2 separate regions of the Mus musculus genome follow, and region 1 is linked to region 2. The links are chromatin contacts, called in public HiChIP or PLAC-seq maps. All regions are on one chromosome and are shown on one strand. Each heading gives the region's core, a stretch centred on a gene start, on an enhancer-like site or on the middle of the called end of the contact. The rest is flanking DNA. Distances are from core to core; before and after follow the strand shown.

Region 1 (5,996 bases), core at 1,794-4,293, 970 kb after region 2:
CTAGTGATAGAGCCCAGGACCTCATGCATACCAAGCAAGCACTCTACCAACGAAGCTACATTCCCCAGCCTTTGTTCTTTCCTTCTGAAGTCAGAAAAACTCAAGAGGAAAAGGGGAAAAAGTCCCTTATTCCAGGGTCAGTTTGTGTTGGCTAAAAGTCAAGAAACTTCAATACAGCTGGTAAAGCTAAAACTGCCTAGAGAAAGAATAGTGTTTTCCTAATGCATTCAAATGATGGTAAAACAGCTGGGGCTGGAAAGATCACCCAGGTCTGATCCCCAAACCCACTTAAAGCCAAACATGGTAATACATGTTTGTAATCCCAGTGCTATGAGATGAGAGGTAGAGAAAGAAAAACCCCAGGAGCTTGAGGGCCAGCTACCACAGCATAAGGAGAAGTAAACAAGAGAAAAGAGCCTGCTCCAAGCAACGAGGAGGCGAGAAAAGACATCCACAGTAGTCCTCTGGTCTCCACATGTGCATCATGGTAGGCGCTCGCCCATACTCACACACACAAACACAGATAGAGCCAGGCACGGTAGCTTAGGAACATCATCCCAACATGGGAGAGGCTGATGGGGGTTTTAGACAATCTTCAAAAAGTGAAAGCAACAATAAAACTTGTACTTACTTATGGGCCAGAATGTCTGTAACTTTGAGTTTCACTGTGGTAGGACTCTCTCATCCCCTAATAAAAATATGGACATCAGAAGGCCATCTTACATCTTCATTTGCAAGGAGAAAACAGTGCTGATGTTTTTAGTTTTTTTTCTCTGTCTCCAAAGGCAGGGTCTGTAACCCAGGCAGGCCTGAAAATCACTATGTAGCACACTGACCTAAAATCCATGCTTCTCTCGCTTCTGCCTGAGGGCTGGGACCACAGGTGCGTGCTGACACACTGCTTCATCTTTTAAGCTGCGTGTAAATATATCCACATGCTACATCTGGCTTTAATATCTGCCCACAACTCTCCAAACTGTTCACAATTCTTCTCCTTCCTAATTTCTTGACCTTTGGAACAAAAGCCTGATGGTTTTGGGTCCTGCTGGGAACAGTGCTTGATGCGGCTATCCTATCCCACTACGATCTGGGAAAGCTTGAGGGAGAATCTGACAGAAATGTCAGATTTCAACACACCAAATACTCTGGGGACAGCTTTCTGCCTCGGTTACAAGGGCCACGAGGGAAAGTCCTCTACTGGGTGCACACACTGCTCCAGGAAATGATCACGCCTGAAACCGTGTGCTCACACACTTCTGCCTCCTACACTCAGAGGACAACTTGGTAAAGCCTCCAGGCTGCTCCTCATCAACCATCTAAAGACACTCGCACCTGGCATCTAGAAATGTGCAAAGACTGATTTGTTGCCGGTCGGTGGTGGCTCACACCTTTGATCCCAGCACTTGGGAGGCAGGCAGATTTCTGAGTTCAAGGTCAGCCCGGTCTACAAAGTGAGTTCTAAGAAGCCAGGGCTACACAGAGAAACCCTGTCCCGAAAAACCAAAAAAAAAAAAAAAAAAAAAAAAAAAAAGACTGATTTGTGGCTAACACCAACTTTTCTATTGTCTTCTTAAGAATGACCCTCACATGGAACAGAAAATGGACTTCTGTTCAATAGGAAGGACGTCTCCCTTCCTGGAAAAGGATCCTCTACTGGGTGCACACACTGGAGGCTTAGCCACATTTAGCCAAGCTCCTTTTAAAAATATAAACTTTAGCTTCATCTCTGACAGCTCACGGGTGCATCCCTAGAGCAACTTTAGACCCCAAAGTGTCTGCAGCTCTGTAGCTTCTGTGGGATCATGGGAATTAGCCCAGCAGCAAAGCCACGAAGAGCCTGTATAAAGCACCCTTCCCTTCTCTTCCCTTCCCTTCATGGATTCTGTGCTCCTTTGTTCCCCAGAAGACACCCACTTGTCACCTCTGCTCAAATGGAGATGACTCAGCCGGTCCCCTACAGCTCCTAGGTAAAATCTGTCCCAATTATTAGGGCGATGCTGTTTCTCTGTGACAAGATGTCCTCTAGGGCCCTACCCCACCACAAGCTCCCACAAGTCGTGGCAGCTCCCACTGTTCTCCCAAGGCTTGGAGGGCCAGCAAGGACCCCAAAAGTCCCTGGCTGGAAGACTTTCTCTTTTTAGCACACACCCAAAGCCTGCCGTAGTGCTCCTGCCCTAGTGCTCCTGAGCTCCAAGGGGTCCCTTTGGGAGTGGGGGGGTGGGGGTGGGTAGCACTTCTTTTGCAAGGAGTGACCCGGGGGCACCCTAAGGCCTCTCTCAAGAACCCCTGTTCAACAGCTTCCAACTCTACTGACCATCCCTGAGCCCTGTAACTTTGACCCTAAGGTTTGCATCCCAATCCAACAACTAAGTAAGTCGGACCCTCTTATAATGGGCCAGGCCCTGGATGTGCTACATTCTATCCAGGTTAAGCCCAACTCCACAGCCCCACCGAAGGACATATCTTCCACCACAGCACTGATACTCAAGTTCGGTCACCTGCCTCCCTTCAGCGACCCCCCAGCCAAGATCAGACCCCCTTCACATGTGTCCCCATTCCCCAGCGCCGGCTTGCGCTCTCCTAGGTCAGAACCAGTTCCCACGTACGGGCCCTTCACCCTAGTCCCAGTTCGGTGCATGCAGATTCTGATCCCGAGTCCGAGCTCCGGGCGGGCACCACTCACCTCGTCAAGGCCGCGCACAGGTCTGACCCCGAGGCGCGGACGCTCAGGCAGTGCGAAGGGCAGCCCTGACCGCCTGAGGTCCCCGGACCATGGCGGCGATGGTGGCGGCGATGGTGGCGGCGCTGCGTGGACCCAGCAGGCGCTTCCGGCCGCGGACACGGGCTCTGACACGCGGGACAAGGGGCGCGGCGAGTGCAGCGGGAGGTAGGGTGGGGTCGTGGGCGGTGCACGCGGAGAGGGTGCCTGTGCGAGTGTCCACAGGGGGTCGCGGTGGCGGGGCTGTCCTGGAACGTGTCCGCGTGGGCGTGCCCACACAGGCCAGGGTTCTGATTAGGAGGGGACCTGCTTCTAGCAGGGCTGCTTTTTCCCCAGGTGTCTAAAACGTTGGCGGTGCCTTGCCTGAGGCCCTCCTGTGGTGGCAGCAAGCCCAGTCTTCTGGGATTTGTGTCCCCAATATTAATCGTAGCCCTGATGTCAGGGCTGTGATGGGATGATGTCAAGGGCTCTGATGGTCACAGGTACCCCATTGGCACACAACTTCCTAGGTGCAGCAACTCTTTTTATTGTTCTAGTTTTTTCTTTTTGTTTTTGTCCGTAATCCCACCCCCATGTAGCCAAGCTGGCCACAGACTGCTTAGGTAGTTGCCACCGACCGTGGCCTTCTGGGGTTACAGTCATGAACTACCTTGGTTTGTTGTTTTGGGCTTGATTTTGATTTTTTGAGTGATGGTCAGTTGGCAGTGCAGCTAGAGTTAGCCTTGAGGTGTTGGCCCTTCCTTCCTCAGCTTCCAAATGCACCTTCATGACCTGCCTAGTGTTTGGGGAGTGAGAAGACACTAGAAAGTTTGTGGAACCAAGCCCCAGTGCTTGTCAGGGCTCTTGAGAAGGGGAAGAAACAACTTGTTTGCACCAGGAAGCGTTATTGCTGAAATCAGGATAGTAATTAATTTCAAAGGGGGAAACTGGGTACCTCTCAACATGGGTCCACTACCCCCAATAGGCCAAGTTCCCCCAGAGTTTCCCAGTGGTATGATCAGTTTCATGAGTGGTCTCCATTATGTCTTTTCATGGTGACCACCCTTAATACTGCCCCCTGAATGTGAGTGACAGAACTCAATTCTGTCCACAGGGAGCGAGCATAGAGGGAGAGGAGCAAGGGCAGGCCAGGGTTCTTCACAGAGGCAGTGCTATGAAAGGTACAATGGCTGGCCCTTGGTCTACAGGGCCAAGGCAGGTAGACCGACTGCAAGTGGAAGTTGGCAGAGGCCTTGTGGCTCAGTGGCAGAAGCTAACCTGGGAGAGTACCAGGAAGCAGTCACTACATGTGAGGTGGGAACCTAGGGGACAGACCTCAGGGATTGACGGGTGCTCTTTCAGTAGCTTTGCTAACTCCCAGGTCTCTGGCTCTTCAGGGTCTCCTAGTGCTGTATATTAGGTGGAGGTAGTTTTAGTGATTTATGTGGAGGTTAAAAAAAAAAAAACAATCGGGGGGTTCGGAATAAAAAAAAAAAAAACCCAAGTCAGTCAAAGTACCTGTGCCATTGGTACCGTCACTCTGTGTCATTGGTACCGTCACCCTACATAATAACAGTAAAATGTCTGTAAAGGAGGGACAAGAGCGACTCCGCACTCACTGCTCTTCCAGAGGCTCCAAGTTCAGTTCCCAGCACCCACATGATGACTCCATTCCGAGGGGGACCCCGTGCCCTCATCTGCCCTCTGGCACTGCCCTCTGGCACAGCCCTCTGGCACTGCCCTCTGGCACTGTGTGCCCACAGTGCAGACATAAGTGCAAATGAACACTCAGGCACATAAAATAAATAAAAGCCAAAGAGTATGTTGAAATCTGTAGACAGGAGCTTCACTGAGCTCACAAGTCTAGGGCCCTTCAAGCTGCTAGGAAGCCCTTGTGGCTTTGGGATTTGTTTCCCACTGGGCAGAGTCCTCCACTACTGACTGGAGGACTCGTGTCTCACACCCCAAGGGTTCAGGACTTTGCTTTGGTGAGGATGTTGTGAGGTCTAGGGAAGATGCCACCCGCCATATGACTCCAGAGTTCACTTGTGAGTCCAGGTCAGCTCTGCCGTCTGTCCTTTTGAAGCAGGAATACCCATGTTTTCCAGCTGAGGGGTGGGAGAGGGTGTTGTATCATCCAAACTGGAGCTAGGATAAGAAGGCTGTTGGCCTCTCTGGCAGGCAGGTACACATTAGGAGACCATCTTCCTTTATCAGAGCAGCCAGGCCCTTTATTTAGACCTTGTCATGTCGATTAGATTCCTACTGCCCTGTTCCAGACGATAGAAAGAAACTGAAACAGGAGCACGGTGAGTCCTGAGGCAGAGTTGAAACAGAGACATGTTCTGGAGATGAGCTGTGGGCAGAAGGACAGGCCTAAGCACAGTGAGTGAAGGCTGGGATGTGAGGGCCCCAGTAGGCTTCTCGCATCCTTCTTCATACTGACCCTTGAAACTCTCACTGTGGCCGCCTTCTAAGTTTTTATCAGAGAGGAGGCTCCTGGGTGTGCACTGTGGGAAAGCAAGTGGCCTGCGATAAGCCAGCCCTGCCAGTCATTTGGTAGCAAACAGACAGAGGGTACAGTATAGGGCCTCAGAGCAGGATGACCCAATAGGAGCCCCACTCGGGCAACAGACAGGACAGGCATCAGCAATGGAAGGTAGGATCCTTCTTCAGGGTAAAGACAGGATCTCCCACCTCTGGCATACAAAGCACACAAAGCCTGCCAAACTGGTCCTCACGCCAACTTGCCTCCTTTCTTTTTTAGGAGCACATCAAAGCCATTAAATAATTTGTAACTGTTCAGGCCTTCTCGGGACTTGAATCTGGGGTAGATTCAGCTGTGGAGCTGCAAACCCGTGACTTTCATCTATGTGTTCCTGTGGTGGGGTGCAGGCCAGTGACCTTGAAGGGTATGGGAGTCCAGGGTTTTCTCTGCAGCCTTGCCTACTTAAGGTGTGGCCATTTAAAAGTATTATGTTTATATTTGGCTCGTGTATTTATTTAGTGTGTTCATGGGTGTGGGTGCATACATGCATGGTCCTGGCACACATGTGGAGGTCAGAGAACAACCCTGAGACTCTTGACTGTGTGGGAGGGACTACATATATATATACTCTTTGTTGCTATAGTGAAGAGTCACCTTTACCACGGAAAAGCATGTAGATTAAATGAAAATGTTCTTGTTCTGTCTGGCTGAGGACATTGAGTGAAGTCTTGGGTTCTGAGACTCTTTTTGGGAGTTGGGGAGGGGTTTTTTGCAAAGATGGACATACGCCCTAGCAGTAAGTCTCGGCAC
Region 2 (5,870 bases), core at 2,696-5,195:
GCTTCAGCCACAAGTGCACTGGCTTCCCCATGGTTGCTGATCGTGCTGGATCTTGAGTCCCTAAGGAGGAATCCTTCAGAGACCCTGAGTCGCTGCCATCAGGTACAGACTGGTCTGACTGTGGTAAGGGTCAGAGCTGACCTCAGTCATCACCGTTTCTCAGGGAGGCAATGATGCGAGAAACTGAGTGGGGGGACCTGGATGGCTCAGGGAGTTAATCGTGAATTATGTTTTGTGACTTTTCCTGTGGAGATGTGAACTAATGTCTGTCCACCTCAAATAATGTGCTACAAGAGACCAGAGACAATTCTACCAAGTCCACACACTGTCTACAGATTTGGTCTTTCAATGTGTCTGTCATGCATACCTCGAAATCCCCCCTGGTACTTTCTTATAATTTCATCTTTGTCCTAGTAGAAGGATGGGAGAAAAGGGGAGGGGGAGAAGAGGCAGGAGGAGGGGGAGGAAGAGTAAGATAGCAATATCATTCTAAAGTTATGAAGGAGCTAAAGAAAAACTCATTAAGAGTGCACTCGCCACCATTCTCCTTATTGGGCAGCTCACAACCACATGGAACTCCAGCTCCAGGGGAGGGGCCAATGTTTTCTTCTGCCTTGGCACCCACACACATGTGGTATACACTTATATAGACACATGTACATATTTATATTATTACTACCCACAGATTTATGTGGCTATAAAGCTTGGTCAGAAAAGCTTTTTTTTTTTTTTTTTTTTTTTTTTTTTTTTTGCAGTGGACAACTGTTGATGTACAGATTCATAACTGGTCAAAGTCAGATAATAAGAGACTATGATCTCAGAAAACCGAGAGAGAGAGAGAGAGAGAGAGAGACTATGAACATTCAACCCGCACACCTCAGGAAACATGGAGGGAGCAGAAAGAACAGAAGAGCTAGGGGCTGGATAGATGGTTCAATAAGTAAGAGTGCTTGCTGCTCTTGCAGAGAACCTGGGTTTCTCTCTCTCTCTCTCTCTCTCTCTCTCTCTCTCTCACACACACACTTTAAAATACACATTTGCTGTTGTTATTTTAGACAAGGTCTTGCTATACAGCCCTGTCAAGCCTATAACACTCCATGTAGCCTAGGCTGGCCTCAGACTCAAAATGATCCAACTACCTCTGCCTCCTGAGCTCTGGGATTAAAGATAGGCAGCATTGTGCCAAGCCAAAATACAAATCTTTTTTTTCAAGATTCCAACGTTATTTTTTCCTAAAATATAAATCTTCTTTGTTGTTGTTGTTGTTGTTGTTTGTTTGTTTGTTTTTCGAGACAGGGTTTCTCTGTGTAGCACTGGTTGTCCTGGAACTCACTTTGTAGACCAGGCTGGCCTCAAACTCAGAAATCTGCCTGCCTCTGCCTCCCAAGTGCTAGGATTAAAGGCATGAGCTACCACACCTGGCTTATAATATAAAATTTTAAAAAATAAATAGGGAGGGCTGGAGAGATGGCTCAGCGGTTAAGAGCACCGACAGCTCTTCTGAAGGTCGCAAGTTCAAATCCCAGCAACCACATGGTGGCTCACAACCATCCGTAATGAGATCTGATGCCTCTTTTGGGTGTCTGAAGACAGCTACAGTGTACTTACATATAATAATAAATCTTTAAAAAAAATAAATAGGAAGAGAGTGGCATGAAATATCCTGTTCTAGTCATGACATGGTAGTGGCCCTCATGAACTCACAGCTGGTTTTCTGCACAGGATCAAGCCCATCTTCAGAATTCTCAGGAAAAAAGCCAGGTGTGTTGGTATGTGTTTGTGATATCAATGTTGGAATGCAGAGGCAGTTACAACTTTGCCATTCACTGCTTAGCCAGCCTAATCTACCTGGTGGGCCCTATACCAATGAGAAAGCCTATCTCAAAAACATGATGTTGCCTATGCTGGCTTCGAACTTTCCATCCTCCTGCTCAACCTCTGAGAGAGCTAAGATCATAAGCCTGTGTTATTTTTTCTTCTTTTTGTGGCAGGGTATTTTTAATGTACCACCACTGGCCTGTGTGTTAATATATAGACCAGGATGGCCTCAAACTTGGAACTAATTGAATCCTGCCTCTGCCACAAGAGAGCTGGGATTATACATGCACCACCAGAGCTGGCTAGAAGATAAGTCCTGGAGGTCTCATGGTGAGGCACAGAATGACTGAATAGCCCATCTAGTCACTGATTTGAACTTCAACCATGAGTTGAACTCAGTCAAATTAAATATCTGAGCTATACAAATTTCACTTGCGACTAGAGCAATATGAAAGCATGTTTTTATTTATGTGTGTGTTGTGTGAGTGCAGGCATGTGTATTACCACTCTACACAGAATTTTAGAGGACACCTTAAGTTGATTGTCCTTCCATCTTCAGACCCAGGGATCCAATTCAGGTGTTTAGGCTTGGCTGGCAAGAGCTTACTTCCTGAGACATCTTCCTAGCCCCCATGAAGCATCTCTGGTTATGCCAAGTTACAAAAAGGCACTAGACCTTGACATTTTCCCCTTCGCTTACTTACCACTGGGATGGAATCACCAGTTATTACCCTACAATCTAAGAATTGCTAAACATGGGAAATGTAAACGGCCAGAACAAGACTTTAGTGATAGAGATCTAAGTAGGAGTTCTCCTGTATTCCTCACTTTTGAGATTTCTCCCTCCCCTAACTTCCTCCCCATTTTTGTTGGGTTTCATAGAGCTCAGCTGCCTTGAACTCATGATCCTCCTGCCTCCATCTCCTAGTGATGGGATTATTGGTATGTGTCACCACCACTGGCTTGGGACATGCCTTCCTGTTTATCTAATTTGGGAATGCTATGACCAATAATCCAGCATCTGTTTTTGTGGTGATTTTTCACAATAGTCATTCATTTAACAAATTTCTGATCATTCAAGACTAGATGTGGATTTAAGGCAGGCAAAATATAGGTAAATAAGACAGTATTCTGTGGTATTAAAATTTCATCCTAGCCTGTTGGTGGTCAGAGTTAGTTCCAGGACAGCCAGGGCCACACAGAGAATTCCTATCTTGATAGATAGATAGATAGATAGATAGATAGATAGATAGATAGGCCGGGCAGTGGTGGCGCATGCCTTTAATCCCAGCACTTGGGAGGCAGAGGCAGGCGGATTTCTGAGTTCGAGGCTAGCCTGGTCTACAAAGTGAGTTCCAGGACAGCCAGGACTACACAGAGAAACCCCGTCTCTAAAAAACCAAACAAATAATTAAATAAATAGGTACTAGTCGGGTTGGAGGGAGAAATATGTCAAGGGAGGCAGAGCTGAAACTGAGCAACGTGGAATGGCAGGAAATGAACTGTTGCAGAGCAACAGGCTTCAGGCCAGACACAGGTGTTGCATTTCACTTGTTACACTTTACAGCCGGTAGTGTCCAGTCATCCTCACCAACACACTGTCCTCCTCGTAAAGTATTAGTCAAACTGATCTTCACCATCATTCCACGTGTACCAAGGAGGATCACCTAGGGCAGGCGTTATTTGATAGGTTATTCAGTAACCTATTTGATGGTCACCTCACTCCCTAGGTCATGCCCTTCCTGAGCCACCTGATTTACCAGGGCCTTCTGGCTCGCAATCATCTGACGGCCACGCCTTCTTGGCCGGACACTCAGCAACCACTCTACGCTTTGTTCACAGAAACAGGTTTTCAAAACGCTGTTCCCTCTCGGCTCCAGCTGTTTTCCTGCCAAGCCCGGGAAGCCTGACAGCAGCAGCTTCTCGGCGGCTGCTTTGCGGTCCAGGAAGGGCCTGACCCTCTGCCTCCTCCCGGAACGCGGGAGCCCGCGCGAGTGGCTCACGCTGGGACCCTCGCGAACGCACTCCTGATTGGCAGCGCCCAGTGACGTCAAAGGAAGGGCCTCCGCGGTGGAGGGGGTAGAGCCCAGCTCCGCGCGTGCGCAGATTGAATGCGCTGGACCAAGGGGGAGGTGCCCGGCTGCTTCTCCCGCGTCCGCCATTTTGTTGCTGTGGCTATTGGGAGCGGGCTGGGTAAGACTGCTCGGGAGGCGCGACTCTTGTTGGAGTGCGGTGCTTCGTGTGACCGCGGGGATCGGTGCAGGCTCTTGAGGCTGTGGAGCCGGCGGCGGGTTCCAGGACAGAAGTCACTGGAGCCTCCCCTGTACTCCGGCCAGCTGAGAAGCCCGAGGCGGCCTCCGCTACTGCTCAGCTTCGCCCACCTCGACCCCGGGGCTTTGCCCAGTGTTCCCGGACCGGCTCTCCGTGAGGCGGCCCGGTGCAGGAGGGCGGTGGCGGAGGATGCTGCGGGGCCCGGAGCCTAGAGGAACGTCCTGACCAAGCCCTCTGATTGTTCCTCGAAGTGTTCTGAGAGGCCCTTCCTCGACCCCAAAGCCGACAGCGGGTAAAGGCTTCCCAAGCAAGAGAGCCGCAGACGCCGCCCATCCCCGAGCCCAACACCATGTCCTCCGCCAGGTTTGATTCTTCAGACCGCTCTGCCTGGTACATGGGGCCAGTGACTCGCCAGGAGGCGCAGACTCGTCTCCAAGGCCAGCGCCATGGCATGTTCCTAGTCCGGGACTCATCTACCTGCCCCGGGGACTATGTACTGTCCGTGTCCGAGAACTCGCGTGTCTCGCACTACATCATCAACTCCCTGCCCAACCGCCGCTTTAAGATCGGGGACCAGGAGTTTGACCATTTGCCGGCCTTGTTAGAGTTCTACAAGATCCACTACCTGGACACTACCACCTTAATCGAACCGGCGCCCAGGTACGCGAGCTCCTGCCCTTCTCCGGTTCAGAACTTGACCGGATGCGAAGGGTCGGTCAAAGATTAAATTTTGGGGGTAGGGTAGGGGATAGAACTCCTTTTCCTCATTCTAAATCAGAAGACATTCGGATTATAAGGCCAATATCAGGATCTGGGTCATTGGATGAAAGGATGCATTTTATTTAGACATTTAGCAGTGCTGCTTGCATTGTTTAAATGCACCCCTAACCCCCCACATATATACACAGTTTTGCCACTTTACTTGACTGTAATACTAATGCAGAATGCTTATTAACGACGCTAAAAATATAGACTTCCTTGAGATTCTGAAGATAGCCATGACTCCTCCTTTCTCGAAATTCTTGTACACCATTTAAGGTTTTTGTAACTCCTGCATTTTTCAACTAACTTTAGGTTACAAAGTGGCCTTCGGCCTTTGGAATAATCCTTAAAATGGATCGAAAGTGTAGAAATCTCAGAATCTGATTCTCTAGCACTCATTTTTAAAACTGGGATTACCAAGAGAAGACAGTGGGATTATATTTGAAGAAATTTGTATCCTCACCGTTCCTTCCTCAGGGGTGGGAAGTGTATTTACCTAAATTCTACATTAATTCAATTTTAGTTTTTTTTTTTTTTGTAATTAAGTCTAGTGGTTTAACATATGCTTTAAAGACCCCTAAGTAGAGCTAGCTGAGATAGATACACACCCCTAGTCCCCTAAGGAAAGAGGACCTTGATTCCAAGTCAGACTGAGCTGTAGCAAGACCCTGTCTTAAAGAGAAAGATATTGATCCCCAAGTGTTCTCTTTTTCAAGTAAAATGCATTATTTTATAATTTGCTTTAATTTCCCTAACGAATATCATCAAATGATACAGTGTGAATTGAAAAGGTGTCTAGAGACTTTAAAAGATATTTTCCTGCCCAGTTTATTTCTAAGCTATTTTCTAAAAAAAGAATTAAAGGCTGATTTAGATTTTTCAGGGTGAGGCGACTTCATAAAGGTGAAATTTGCTCTGAACTTTGAAAATGAAAAGATACTATAATTAATTAAGGGCACCTACTTAAATCCAAAGAGTTTCTTCTTTAGGATAGAATAATGAAGGTGGGGTGGTTAACC

The links. HiChIP or PLAC-seq counts read pairs in DNA pulled down with a chosen protein or histone mark.
Region 1: an H3K4me3 HiChIP or PLAC-seq map of bone marrow-derived macrophages shows a contact between it and region 2, with 4 times the contacts expected there. The contact joins the promoter of Comt here to the promoter of Crkl in region 2. A contact is called at or near these places in 2 of 115 datasets of contacts at active chromatin or transcription factors (bone marrow-derived macrophages and microglia).

What each region holds. Positions count from the first base shown.
Region 1 is chr16:18,423,673-18,429,668 of GRCm38.p6, forward strand. It overlaps Comt (catechol-O-methyltransferase), which reads right to left and starts at 3,044. Exons shown (of 6, transcript NM_001111062.1): 1 at 2,684-3,044; 2 at 632-688. It overlaps Txnrd2 (thioredoxin reductase 2), which reads left to right and starts at 2,745. Exons shown (of 18, transcript NM_013711.3): 1 at 2,745-2,887. The coding sequence starts at 2,773. It overlaps Gm15764 (a long non-coding RNA gene), which reads left to right. Exons shown (of 3, transcript XR_875942.3): 3 at 1-709.
Region 2 is chr16:17,448,040-17,453,909 of GRCm38.p6, forward strand. It overlaps Crkl (v-crk avian sarcoma virus CT10 oncogene homolog-like), which reads left to right and starts at 3,946. Exons shown (of 3, transcript NM_007764.5): 1 at 3,946-4,749. The coding sequence starts at 4,439.